Linked DNA regions of Mus musculus: all the other regions are linked to region 3. Evidence: chromatin contacts called from public promoter capture Hi-C and targeted proximity ligation data. All regions are on one chromosome and are shown on one strand. The core of a region is the stretch at or near the end of the contact, and the rest is flanking DNA. Distances in the headings are between cores, read along the strand shown.

Region 1 (4,173 bases), core at 605-3,104, 340 kb before region 3:
ATAGCCCCGTGGGCACACTCACGGCCTAGATACTGGGTCAAAGTTCCAAGCCTCTGTAACCTGCACCCAGTACATCAGCTCCTGGTGTTAACGGCAGACTGCGTGTGACCACACATGGGAATGTCAGTCCATAACGGAGACTACCATTATTCCCACCCCTTCACCAAACAAAGTGGACGCTCAAGGTTTTCTGGAGAGCCAAAAGGTGATCCAGGGCCTTGGGATTCTTGAATCTTGACCACCTGAATAGATAGATGGACACAGTAAGACAGATAGTAAGACACAGCCAGACTCTGGATTACAGCCAGCCCCAAAGTGGAAGACCACAAACACATCCGTGAATGGAAACAGAAAAAAAGAAAAGAAAAACACAAAACCTTTTTTTTTCTTTACAGAAGCCAATGATAAACTATCTGCATTCTCTTTAGCATCTTATATTTTTTAGCATGTGATGCCACAGCCATGAGAAATCATCTCTAACCCGTCTGTGTTGAGCATCAGAATGAGACAGCTGCCTGCTGGCAGGAGGAAACGTTCAATCTTGTCACTTCCAAAAGGAATTCATATTCATAATTAATGATGCTTTTGTCCATGCCAGAAGGAAAACTCACAGGCTCAACTATGCTTAAGTCAATTCTCCTCAAGCCAACTGCAATACAATTTTATAAATTATAGAGCAGAGGAAAAGAACAACATCTTGTCAGCTGTGAGGGAGACAAAAAGAGACCCAAAAAAAAAAAAAATCAGATAGATGAACAAAGCAGTCATGTTTCCAGAATGAAACTGGGCTTGAAATGTTAATTTCTGGAAAAACAGAATGCTGGACTTTCAGTCTTCACATGAAATAAACATTAACTAAAAAGTACCATTCGACAGGTTATGTGTGCCCGGCACTCCAGAGCCTCAGAGATTCATTCGGCTCTTTTTGCCCAAGTGTGCTGGACAGGAGCAGGGTGGCTGAAGAAACTGAAGATAAACCACCAAACAAGATTCCAGAGGCTGGAGAGATGGCTAAGTGGCTAAGAGCACTGCCTGCTCTTCCAGAGGACCCAGGTTCGATTCCCACTACCCACAAGGTGGCTCCCATCTGTAACTCCAGTTCCAGGGGACCCGACTGTCTCTTCTGGCCCCTACAGGCACCAGGTGACACATGTGCAAGCAAAATATCTACAGGGATAAAACTGGGATCTGTTTTAATTAAAAAAACAAAATACATGGGGTTGAAGAGATGGCTCAGCAGTTGAAAGTTCTGGACACTGGCTATTCTTCCAGAGAACCCAGGTTCAATTCCCAGCACCTACAAGGTGGCTTATGAAGTAGTCATACACATAGATCGTGTACAGGCAAAGCATCCATGTACAAAGAATAAAATAATGACAATTTAAAAAAAATAGTTTTTGGTTTCAGAGTCATTCCTATGGAGCTTTGCAAATAAAATTAGAAGACTCGCAAATAAACTCTATTGAAATATTTGAAAGAAGTTTCCCTAGTGGTTAATACTCCCAGTACACACAGTCTTCAAATGGCATCAAGAATAAATGTAAAAGCAAAACCCACTTCATTTGCTCATCGTAAAGGACAGATGGAAATACCATAGAGAAACCTGGTACTCTGTGTGCTTATTCAGAAATCGAGTTTTATTCAGCAACTAGGTTATGAACCAGGGGCAAAATGATGGATGTCTGAAGCACACACTGGGCTCCAAGTTAGGGAAACGGCAGGAAAAAGAAATGCCTGCTCGCGGTCTGAGCTTTTGTATGTAACAAAATACATGTCCCAAAACTGATCTCTTAACACCCTGAAGGGTGCCAGTCTGCGGCATGAAGCACATGCATGAAGCTGTGTAAACATTACCGCTACCAGAGCCTTCGTCATCATGCGTTCACGGATTTGTTGGAGGAAATGAAACCAGACCAGAGTAAGTACTGAGCTGTTTGCCTTAAAGTGGTGAATTTTACATTATATTAATTCACTTACATTAAAAAGAAAGAAAACGGTTGTGTTGCTATTGTTTAATGGGCAAGTCCTTGCCTTGAAATGGCTCTAGGGCCAGTGACAGAACCCAGCATATCAGGACCAGCGATGTGACAGGAAAGCCTAGGTTTCAGTGGAGCTGGCAGGAGACTGCTAGACTCTTGAGGGGGAAAGGTCCCACAGAGAAAGGAGCATCAAATGAGAACCCAGAGAGGAGTCTGAGGGTGGAAAGTCTGGAGGGAGCTGAGGCATGTGCTGACGGAGACCAGAACAACCGTACTTGAGGGAGACAAACACAACGTCCAGATCCACTCACATCACCGTGCAGGACCTGGATCTGACCACGAATACCATTAACTAGATAGTTATCCCACTTAAAATATGTAAATATTTATTTATGATAACTATAAGCTGTATATTACAAACTGTAAAGATCATAAACATAACAGCAATTTAGCCCACAGAATCGAGGGGGAATTCACAAGTGTCCAAGTCAGTCAGGGGCTGGGAGACATAAACAGGACCTGCCGTGCACACAGAAGCTGGAGAAGAGCCAGGGCAGGCAGGGCAGAATGGGATTAAAAAAAAAAGAGAGAGAAGCCAAGGGGACACCAATCTCTATAGTCAGAGCAGTTCAAGCTTGACCAGTTATGAAACTCTTTCACATTCGAGACCTTGGTTCCATGGTCACCTTGACAGGCAGGCATGGCCAACCCACCGTCATCTCATGAACAACAAAACTTAGGTGTGTCAGAATGGACTCACACCCATGGCCACCTAGTGAGGAAGGAGGAGAGGCCGGGAGCAGTCGCCAACCAGGCTATGTCAGGAAGACAGCTCCATGGCCTCAGTGGCCAAGCATTCTGTCTTAGTTTATGTTTCTATTGCTCTGCGGAAACACTGTGACCAAGGCAACTTATAAAAGGAAACATTTTAATTAAACTTGCAGTTCAAAGGGTCCATGACAACAGAACAGAGGTGTGGTGTCACCAGCAGCTGAGAGCTCACATCTTGATCCACAGTCATGAGGCAGAGAGAAGGCACTAGGAATGGCTTGAGTCTTTTGAAATCTCAAAGCCCTCCCCCAGAGTGACACAACTTCTCCAACAAGGCTCCCAATCCTTCCCAAACAGTTCCACCAACAGGGGACCAAGTATTCAAACACATGAGTCACGGGGGTCACTTTCATTTAAGCCACCCTGCATTCTTCATCCTCTGACACCACTGTCACGTCATTCAATGCTTTGCGTGTTAGAGCAAGTGGTTGTTATTAGTGTGATGTGGAATTTTGACTCTAGTGGCTTCTTGGGTGCAATATGGCCTAGCTTGTCAAATTTCTAAAATCATAACTTAGCTATGCACAACTGAAAACCCTGCTTGAAGAGCCAGCAAGGCTGCTCAGCAGGTGAAGACACCTCCCACCAAGCCTGACAATCCGAGTTCTATCCCCAGGACCCACTTGATAGAAGGAGAGAAGTGACTCCCTTAATTTGCCCTCTTACCTAAACATGCACCCTAAACATGCATGCTGTGGCATGCTCCCCGCCCCCCCCCCCGAAAAAATAATCAAATGAATAAAATGTGAAAAATAAAACCAAAAAAAAAAAAAAAAAAAAACTAAGTCTAGCACAATGATCAAACCAGTCTGCAACTGCTTTGAAAAAGTCATAGCCTTTCTTCCATTAAAGTGCCTAATAATAACACTGAAAAGAATCAGTTTAGGGGCTGGAGAGATGGCTCAGTGGTTAAGAGCATTGACTGTTCTTCCAGAAGTCCTAAGTTCAATTCCCAGCAACCACATGGTGGTTCACAACGATCTATAATGGGATCTGATGTCCTCTTCTGCTGTGTCTGAAGACAGCTACAGTGTACTCATATACATAAAATAAATAATTCTTTTTTTTTTAAGTCCAGTTTAGCGTTTTTCAGCTAGGGGTGTTGTTCACTCAAGAGACACCTAGCACTGGTTAGAGGCCTTTTCTTACTTATCAACCTGAAGGCAAAATAAGGCACAGGCTAGCTCATCACAAAGAATGAGCTCGCCTGAAGTCACCAGCCTTGAAGTCAAGAACCCCAGATCTAAAGTCTAATCAAATGGTTCTGTATGACTGATCCCAAGGGTGGAAAGAACAGAGGGCCAAAATACCCCAGGGACGCAAACCCTCCAAACTGTGCAGCTACACAACTGCGTGGCCATGC
Region 2 (3,901 bases), core at 603-3,102, 330 kb after region 3:
TCCTGCTCCTGCTCCTCCTCCTGCTCCTGCTCCTGCTCCTGCTCCTCCTCCTCCTCCCCTCCTCCTCCTGCTCCTCCTCCTCCTCCTGCTCCTCCTTCTCCTGCTCCTGCTCCTCCTCCTGCTCCTGCTCCTCCTCCTGCTCCTCCTGCTCCTGCTCCTCCTCCTGCTCCTCCTCCTCCTCCTGCTCCTCCTCCTCCTCCTCTTCTTCTTCTTCTTTTTCTTCTTCTTCTTCTTCTTCTTCTTCTTCTTCTTCTTCTTCTTCTTCTTCTTCTTCTTCTTCTTCTTCTTCTTCTTCTTCTTCTTCTTCAATGGGATCTTATGTAACCCAGGTTGGTCACAAATTTGCTAAGTAGCTGAAGATGATGTTGGATTCTTAATCTTTCTACCTTTACCTCCCAAGTGTTGGCATGTGCTCCCAAGCCTGGTTCAGAAGTTTTTTTTTGTTTTTTTTTTGAAGCTTTAGTTTTTTTGTTTTCATAAATTTATGGTATATGGAGGTCATAGGGGCCCTCAATGCTGGTGCTACCATTCTCTTTGCCAAGAAAGAGAGAGAGAGAGAGAGAGAGAGAGAGAGTATTTCTATTCATCTCCAGAACTTCACATCCCCACCAGACCCCACATTTGAGGGCAAACACATTATATCATCTTTCTGAACTTTGGGTGGTCTGCACTAGGATCATCTGGAAGTCTTTAGACTACGTCTATGACTGCATCCTATCCAAAGAAGTGCATACAATCTTTTGAGGATAGAGCATTCCTGTTTAAAACTATCTGCCCAAGTGATTTGAAATATGAACACCTGAGCTGAGAGACATTGGCTTAGGACTTGTCATCGAGCCAGAGAATGCTGCCTGGTACTTTTCTGGTAGGTTGCTTATGGTCTGGGATGGTTGGTGGCCCTCAGGAGGGTGACCTCTGAACAGGTGGTTGAGGTACCTGCTCTAATTGGTAAAAACCATAACCTCTGAAGTTAGGTAGCCTGGGATTGAATTCCAGTTCTGTCTTTATTGGCTAGGTGACTTTGGGTAAATTGTGAACCTCTTATAAACTTACTTTGTCTACCTATAAAGTGGGCCTTCTGATAACATTCACTTCATGGGGCTGTGAAGGGTGAATGCATTCTGCTGCAAACTCAACAGAATATCACTCAGCGCACAGAGCACTGTGGACAATGTGGGGGAGGGGTCTATGCCTTCTTAACTTCTAGACCCCAGTGTGAAGCTTTGTAACTTGGTGGAGGAGTCTTTCCCTAAAGACAAGTTCATGTCTGCTTCACTTTGTTCCATATCCCAGATTAGTGCTCTTTCCTGTAAGTCTTGTCTGCTAAGCCTGAAGGCTTTCAACCTGACTGTGAATCGTAATTCACAGAGAGAGTTATCGGTAGTACAGATTCCCAGGTCACTTCTGTCTGCTTCATCTCATTATTGCCTAACAGGCCTTGGGTGAAGCCAGGGACTGGGGATTTGACAATACTTCCCAAGTGTTATGGTTTGAACATATAGTATTCTTTATAAAGTCATGTATTTGAACACTTGGATTCCTACTGACAACCCTGTTTGGGGGAGGTTGTGGAATCTTTTGGAGGTGATGTTTCACTGGAGGAAGTGGGCTGAGAGGCAGACATTCAGTATTATAGCTTAGCCCCACTTTTGACCCCAGACCCTCTATGCCAACTGGTCCACTGAACTTGACACTATATGATCCTGCCGCCACGTAGCTGCCTACCCCCTGTATCTTCCCTGTCATGATATCCCCTTAAACTGTAAGCCAAAATAAATCACTTCTTGTCAGGTATTTGTTCAGAGCAACTAGAAGAGTAACCTGACCACATGACTTCCCCTACCACTGGCCCCAGTCCTGGAGATGGAACTAGGACTCTCTGTGTGCTTAGGGAAGCAGTTTTCTTCTGAGCCACAGCCACAGAATCTTACCCAAAATGTCTTAAAAATTCAGCCAAACACTGCAGTGGATACAAAACTCCATGGAAGCCCATAAGATTACACAGGTCCACAAGTCAGCAAAAAATCCTTTTGTCATCCAGTGAGTCTAGACTTTAGCTTTGGAAAATACAGCTAATGTATTTTCTAATGGTGGGGAGATTTCCACGGAGTCATTGCGACTCTCATGCCTTGCAATAGCTTGAAAAACAGATTTCTCAGCAACTCCTATCAGGAGCCAGAGTCTGTTTCTTGCTTCTTGAATCTTGGCTCGTAGTCCTTCACGGCTCTTTTGTCTTTACTGTTTGGACCAGCTTCCTGAGACCACTGTGGAGGCTGAGAGGCTATAGGCAGGACCAAGAGGTCCCAGCCACAGCTGAGCACTACCCACCAAGTTCATGAGTGAGACCATCTTGTTCTTCTGTTCCAGCTGACTAGCCGGCAAACACAAGCTAATGTGTTTACAAGTTGAAGCAAGGGCAGCAGGAGAGCTTATTTGATGATCAGAACTGTGAGAAATGAGCAGATCTTTGTCAGTTCAGCCAGCATGATGCAGGGTTGTTACAAGGCAATAGATGCCAGGAATGCTACCCATGCTGGGCTTGAAAGACAGCTCAGTAGACAAAGTGCTTACAGTGCGATCATGAGGACGGGAGAAGCAGGGGTAAAAAACACGAAGGAAGGGGTGGCATTATGTAACTCTAGGGTCAGGGAGTTTGGGATAGAAGGATCACTTGGGCCCACTGATTAGCTATTCTAATAGATTTGGTAAGCTCCAGGTTTAGTGAGAAACCATCCATTAAACACACACACACACACACACACACACACACACACACACACACACGCACGCACACACAAATAGTAAATAAAAAAAAGGAAAAGATTCACAATTTCCCTTCCTTTAGACTCAGAGTCCATATCAGCCAGAAAGGTAGCCAGAAGAGGGACATGCAATCTCCCAGTCCCTGGGGAGTCAGATCTGTGCCCCAGGTCAATCTAAGAGGCTGGAAAGTCCCAGGGGGCCACATTTGGCTACCGAGGCCAAGGCAATGTAAACCCCATCTGACCCCTTTGCCTTTGGAAGCCTCATTGTCCCAGGGCTCGGGGATCCGAGATTCTAACTATGCCCAGCATCTTCTATCTGCACTGTGGCAATACTCCTTCTGTGGCCTGGGGCCTTGGGAAAGCTCGGTGCAATCGTGAATGAGTTAAACGCTATCTGATCATAAGTCAGAGAGCCTGTTTTCATTTTCAAAACTCTGTGTGTCAGTGGCTCTAATGCAATGTCCAGCTATATCTTGAGCAAGTGACCGGCAGGGGACATAGGATGCTATTTACTCAAGATAGCTTCATCACGCAAAAGCAGCTTGCCTAACCCGGTTTGTAAACGAAGGTTACGAGACCACCATTGCAACAGTGATTGCTCTGGGGGATGGTCCCAGGAGGGAGCTGGTCCCTTCAGGCCAAATTTGGGGCCCTTTTCTACTTTCTGGAGCTCTGGGGACCCCTGGGTCTCTGGCAATGAGCAGAGCAAAAACAGAGTTGGGAAATCCTGATTGAGGTGCTGTGGTCTGAGTAAGAGTGGCTGCCTCCGGGCAGCAGCGGGCTTCCTGCTGCCTTGGAGGAAAGAGCCTCAGGTGTTGGCAGGATTTGGAGATGATTAGGGACTGGTGGGTGGGTCATAGGGGAGGGGTCTGGACACACGGAGAGAAGATGGTGACGAGCTTTTGAAAAGTTTGGTGTGGGTCTGCAGGGCTGGGAACAGCGGTCAGTTCTAACCCAGCAGTAAAATCATGGTGGGTGGTGTCTGTCTACCGTGCCCACTGTTAGGGATGGCCCCTGTGAGTGTTTCCTGGAACGTCAGATCGTTAGAAAGTCTTCATGGTTTCTGTTTCTCCCTTTTGCCCAGGGTCTGAGTCACTGAGACCTCAGCCACCACTTGTATTGCTGTATCTTCCACA
Region 3 (3,730 bases), core at 209-2,708:
CTTCTTAATATTACTTTATAGGTTACAAAGTATGGCAGCTTTAGTTTTAGGATCTTGGCATGTAACTTTTTTTTTTTTTTTTTTTTTTTAAATAGGAAGAACCCCTTGTCAAAGGAACGTGTTTTCAAGAATGGCATCTGTTACCCAGTAAGTACAGAACAAAATATCTTTAGAAAATTAAAGTGTAGAGGACAAAAGCAGATGGATTTTTTCTTCTTTTCACAAAACCTCAGATCCCTAAAGAAAGCAGTCTCAAATCCATAACAGAGGCTGTCCCAGAAAAGTTCTGGAATAAGCTGGATCACCCCAATGTGACTCATGAATTTTTAAAATTATATTTATTTTGTGTCCATTGGTGTTTTGCCTGCATGGATGTCTGAGGGTGTTGGATCCCCTGGATCTGGAGTTATAGATAGTTGAGAGTCACCACATGGGTACTTAGAATTGAACCCGGGGCCTCAGGAAAAACAAACAGTCTTAGCCACTGGGCCCATCTCTCAAGTCCTGATTCATTAATTCTTAACATCTAAGACAACTTTCCTTCCTGACCTTTTAATACATGTTGTGGTGACCCCAACCATAAAATCATTTTCATTGATACTTAGTAACTATAATTTTGCTACTGTTAAGAATCATAATGTAAACGTTTATGGAAACAGGTTTGCTAAAGGGGTCATGAAACCCACAAGTGAGAACAGCAGACCTAAGGAAAGAGTCCCTGGCTGTGGTTAGAGATAATAAAACTCCTTCACTATCCCTCATCTATATAGAAATCAAGAGTCCAACTTTTCTTTTCTTTTTTTATGAGTCCAACTTTTAAATTTCCTATCATAGAAGAATCAGGACCCAGTAGAACTACCTGCCCCCAATACAAGGACTACAGCACCATGTCTCAGGTGAGGGAGACTAGGGTATAGAGGAACGACTTGCACAAACTCACAGTGAGCGACAGGACTTTTATTCCCCCCCCCACCCCCCCCCCCACCCCCCCGCGCGCTCTCGCCCATCATCACTCCAGTGACTACTTGATTTTCTGGAGAGTAAGTGCAAGATCAGCCACATTAGCAAGGCACCGCTCCGAGAAACTTGCAAGCTCAGCTATGGGCCAAGTAGCTGAGCATCACCCCAAAAGCTTCAAAGAAGCATGCAAGAGCGATTTCCATGAAGGCGTGGGTGAACATCAGGCGTGCAACCCCAACCCTGCAAGCCCTAGGTTTTCCCGTTGGCTCCGGGGACAGTACCGGACGTGGCCCACGGGGGAAGGAATGGACCTCGAACCCGCAGGCCCGCCTCCGACTCACCTGTCAGCCGTCCGACGCTGGCCGCGTGGACTGGGCGCCCCGGTCCCCGTCTCCCACCCCAGGGATCCCCCTAGAGTCCCGGGCCGCAGAGCGTCAGCTGCCGGGACCCGGGTTTCTGTCCTGGAGTCCCTAGCCCGTCACGTGACCAAGGGGCGGCGGCCCGGGCCCGGGCATCATGTGATCGCTCGCGGGCGCCAAGTGATGACGCAGAGCGCGCGCGGGTCGTTTCAGCCACAGAAGTGGGCTGAGGAAAGGAGTCGGGGTCTGGGCGTGCGACGTTCGGCTAGATATCACCGAGCTAGGTGGGACAGCCAGGTAAGATCCAGGAGGAACCGTGATAGGGGTCTAGCCGGCGTTGTCGCCTCCCTCTGTGCTCTGGGGACCTGGGCCTGAGCCTCTTCACCCGCAGCAACTAGACGGAGGCGGGTTATGCTCACATATGATCACAGGTTATGTGATCAAAACAAAACAAACTGTTTAGAACTGACTTTTGAAACTGAGGCATGAACAGGTAGCTCAGATGGACTCAAGGCCACAGGTGCCATTTCACTTCTGCAGGTGAAGGGATGTGGTAGCCTCGGTGTGAAAAAAGAGGGGGGAAGCGGGGCGGGAGGCAACCTTCTTGGGCACGGGCATGTTGGTGGTGACCCGGAAATGGTAGTAGTTTTTATTATTACTTTGGTAACTTAACGGATTTAGTCCTGCTCATTTCATTTTTGTGAGGCGACGTTTTATATCTTCTAATGCATGTTCCAGTTTAAGGAGATCCCAGCATGAAGGAATGGTAGAAGTCGGCAATTAGCCGTATTAAGTTATATAGTAGAGATGTGTGTTAGGAACTGAGAAGGCGTGTGGAAGAGGAGGAGCCGTGGGCGAGGGAAGGTTTCAGAGAGAAGGGTGTATGCATGCTGAAAACGGAGACACTTCAACTCTTGTCGTATGAGATCACCTTGGATTTAAAGGCGGTCGAACTTTTGGTTTGCTCTATGCCTACTGTAATGCTGTGCAGAAACGTGTTTTCCTATTTAAAACTGGCTTAACTTGACAGCAACTCTTTCATGAATATAAGGGAAGCAAAATAGTGTGCTGAGCCCAATAACTTGGTGAGACTTCAGGAAGTGCTTAACTTTGTTGTAGATTGTCTTGGAGGCTATAGGTACTGGTAACAAAAAGATCGGTGTTATTGGAAAGAGGATCCAAGAAGGGGTTGGTGTAAATCAGTGTTTCTTAACTAATGTGATGATTACGCTTTGTCTTCAGATGATTCCTTGTGGTGAGAGACTGTACTGTACTTGCTAGAATTCTATCAATTCCATAGATGCTGGTCTGTGACACCCCCCAACCCCCCTCCAGTGCCACAGTCAAAAATGCCCCCACGTGATGTTAGAAGTTCCCTGGGGGAGGTGTTAAACCTCCAAACCCTAGGTTAAACCAATCCCCAAGGAATAGTGTTAGAATGTTCAGATGTCAATAAATGAAATACTATATCTATGTAGTTTCAAAAGCATCAGAAACTGATGTCGTAGAGGCTGAGAATTCCCGAGGCCAACTTACCATCAGATTCAGTGTCTGGTGAAGGCATGCTTTCTGGCTTGTAAATGGCATGCACTTGCTGTTTTCTTGGGTGGTAGAAAAGCAAGAGAGCCCTTGGAGCACCCGTTATAAGGGACTAATAATGTTCTGGAGGGTGTAGCTAGTCACCTCGCCAAAGGCCTTATCTTCTAAAACCACCAGTTTGGACATTAGGATTTCAGTATGTAAAGTGGGGATGGGGACCCAAACATTTAGACCTTAGCAGACAGATGAGACTGGAGGAGGCGGGGAAGTGAAGAGTATGTGTTGGGGAAGGTATGGGGAGGACTAGCAGTTGTGGATTGGGGCTCTAGACAGCTCTTGGAAGAGATGGAAAGAGCTAAGAGCCCAAAGGAGTGCAAACGGAAATATTGTTCCCTGATGTCTTAGTCGTGGTTTCTATTCCTGCACAAACATCATGACCAAGAAACAAGTTGGGGAGGTTTATTTGGCTTACACTTCCATACTGCTGTTCATCACCAAGGAAGTCAGGACTGGAACTCAAGCAGGTCAGGAAGCAGGAGCTGATGCAGAGGCCATGGAGGGATGTTCCTTACTGGCTGGCTTCCCCTGGCTTTCTCACCCTGCTCTCTTATAGAACCAAGACTTCCAGCCCAGAGATGGTCCCACCCACAAGAGGCCTTTCCCCCTTGATCACTAATTGAGAAAATGCCTTACTGTTGGATCCCATGGAGGCATTTCCTCAACTGAAGCTCCTTTCTTTGTGATAACTCCAGCTGTGTCAAGTTGACAAAAAACTAGCCAGTACACCTGAGGAAGGCATACAGATTGCAGTAGTGGCCTTGAGAGCAGGTCCCGTGAAGTGGGAGAGGTGGGAGCCTGGCAGACTCCCAGGC

The links. Promoter capture Hi-C pulls out the DNA fragments that hold promoters and counts their contacts.
Region 1: a promoter capture Hi-C map of pre-B cells shows a contact between it and region 3, with 2.7 times the contacts expected there. A contact is called at or near these places in 5 of 39 promoter capture datasets (the C10 cell line, frontonasal cranial neural crest, liver and 1 more), 1 of 484 Hi-C or Micro-C datasets (B cells) and 2 of 130 datasets of targeted methods (pancreatic cancer cells and pro-B cells).
Region 2: a targeted proximity ligation map of microglia shows a contact between it and region 3, with 6 times the contacts expected there. A contact is called at or near these places in 5 of 39 promoter capture datasets (the C10 cell line, liver, pre-B cells and 1 more), 1 of 484 Hi-C or Micro-C datasets (bone marrow-derived macrophages), 13 of 130 datasets of targeted methods (the NIH/3T3 cell line, the SCID.adh cell line, bone marrow-derived macrophages and 8 more) and 2 of 9 other capture datasets (adipose tissue and liver).

The regions. Positions count from the first base shown.
Region 1 is chr15:59,035,952-59,040,124 of GRCm38.p6, forward strand. All of the region lies in intron 3 of Mtss1 (MTSS I-BAR domain containing 1), which reads right to left. Among named protein-coding and RNA genes, the nearest start is that of Gm41330, 44 kb to the left of the region's middle.
Region 2 is chr15:59,703,974-59,707,874 of GRCm38.p6, forward strand. No RefSeq gene overlaps it. Among named protein-coding and RNA genes, the nearest start is that of Trib1, 57 kb to the left of the region's middle.
Region 3 is chr15:59,372,740-59,376,469 of GRCm38.p6, forward strand. It overlaps Nsmce2 (NSE2/MMS21 homolog, SMC5-SMC6 complex SUMO ligase), which reads left to right and starts at 1,459. Exons shown (of 7, transcript NM_026746.3): 1 at 1,459-1,616. It overlaps Washc5 (WASH complex subunit 5), which reads right to left and starts at 1,448. Exons shown (of 29, transcript NM_153548.3): 1 at 1,302-1,448.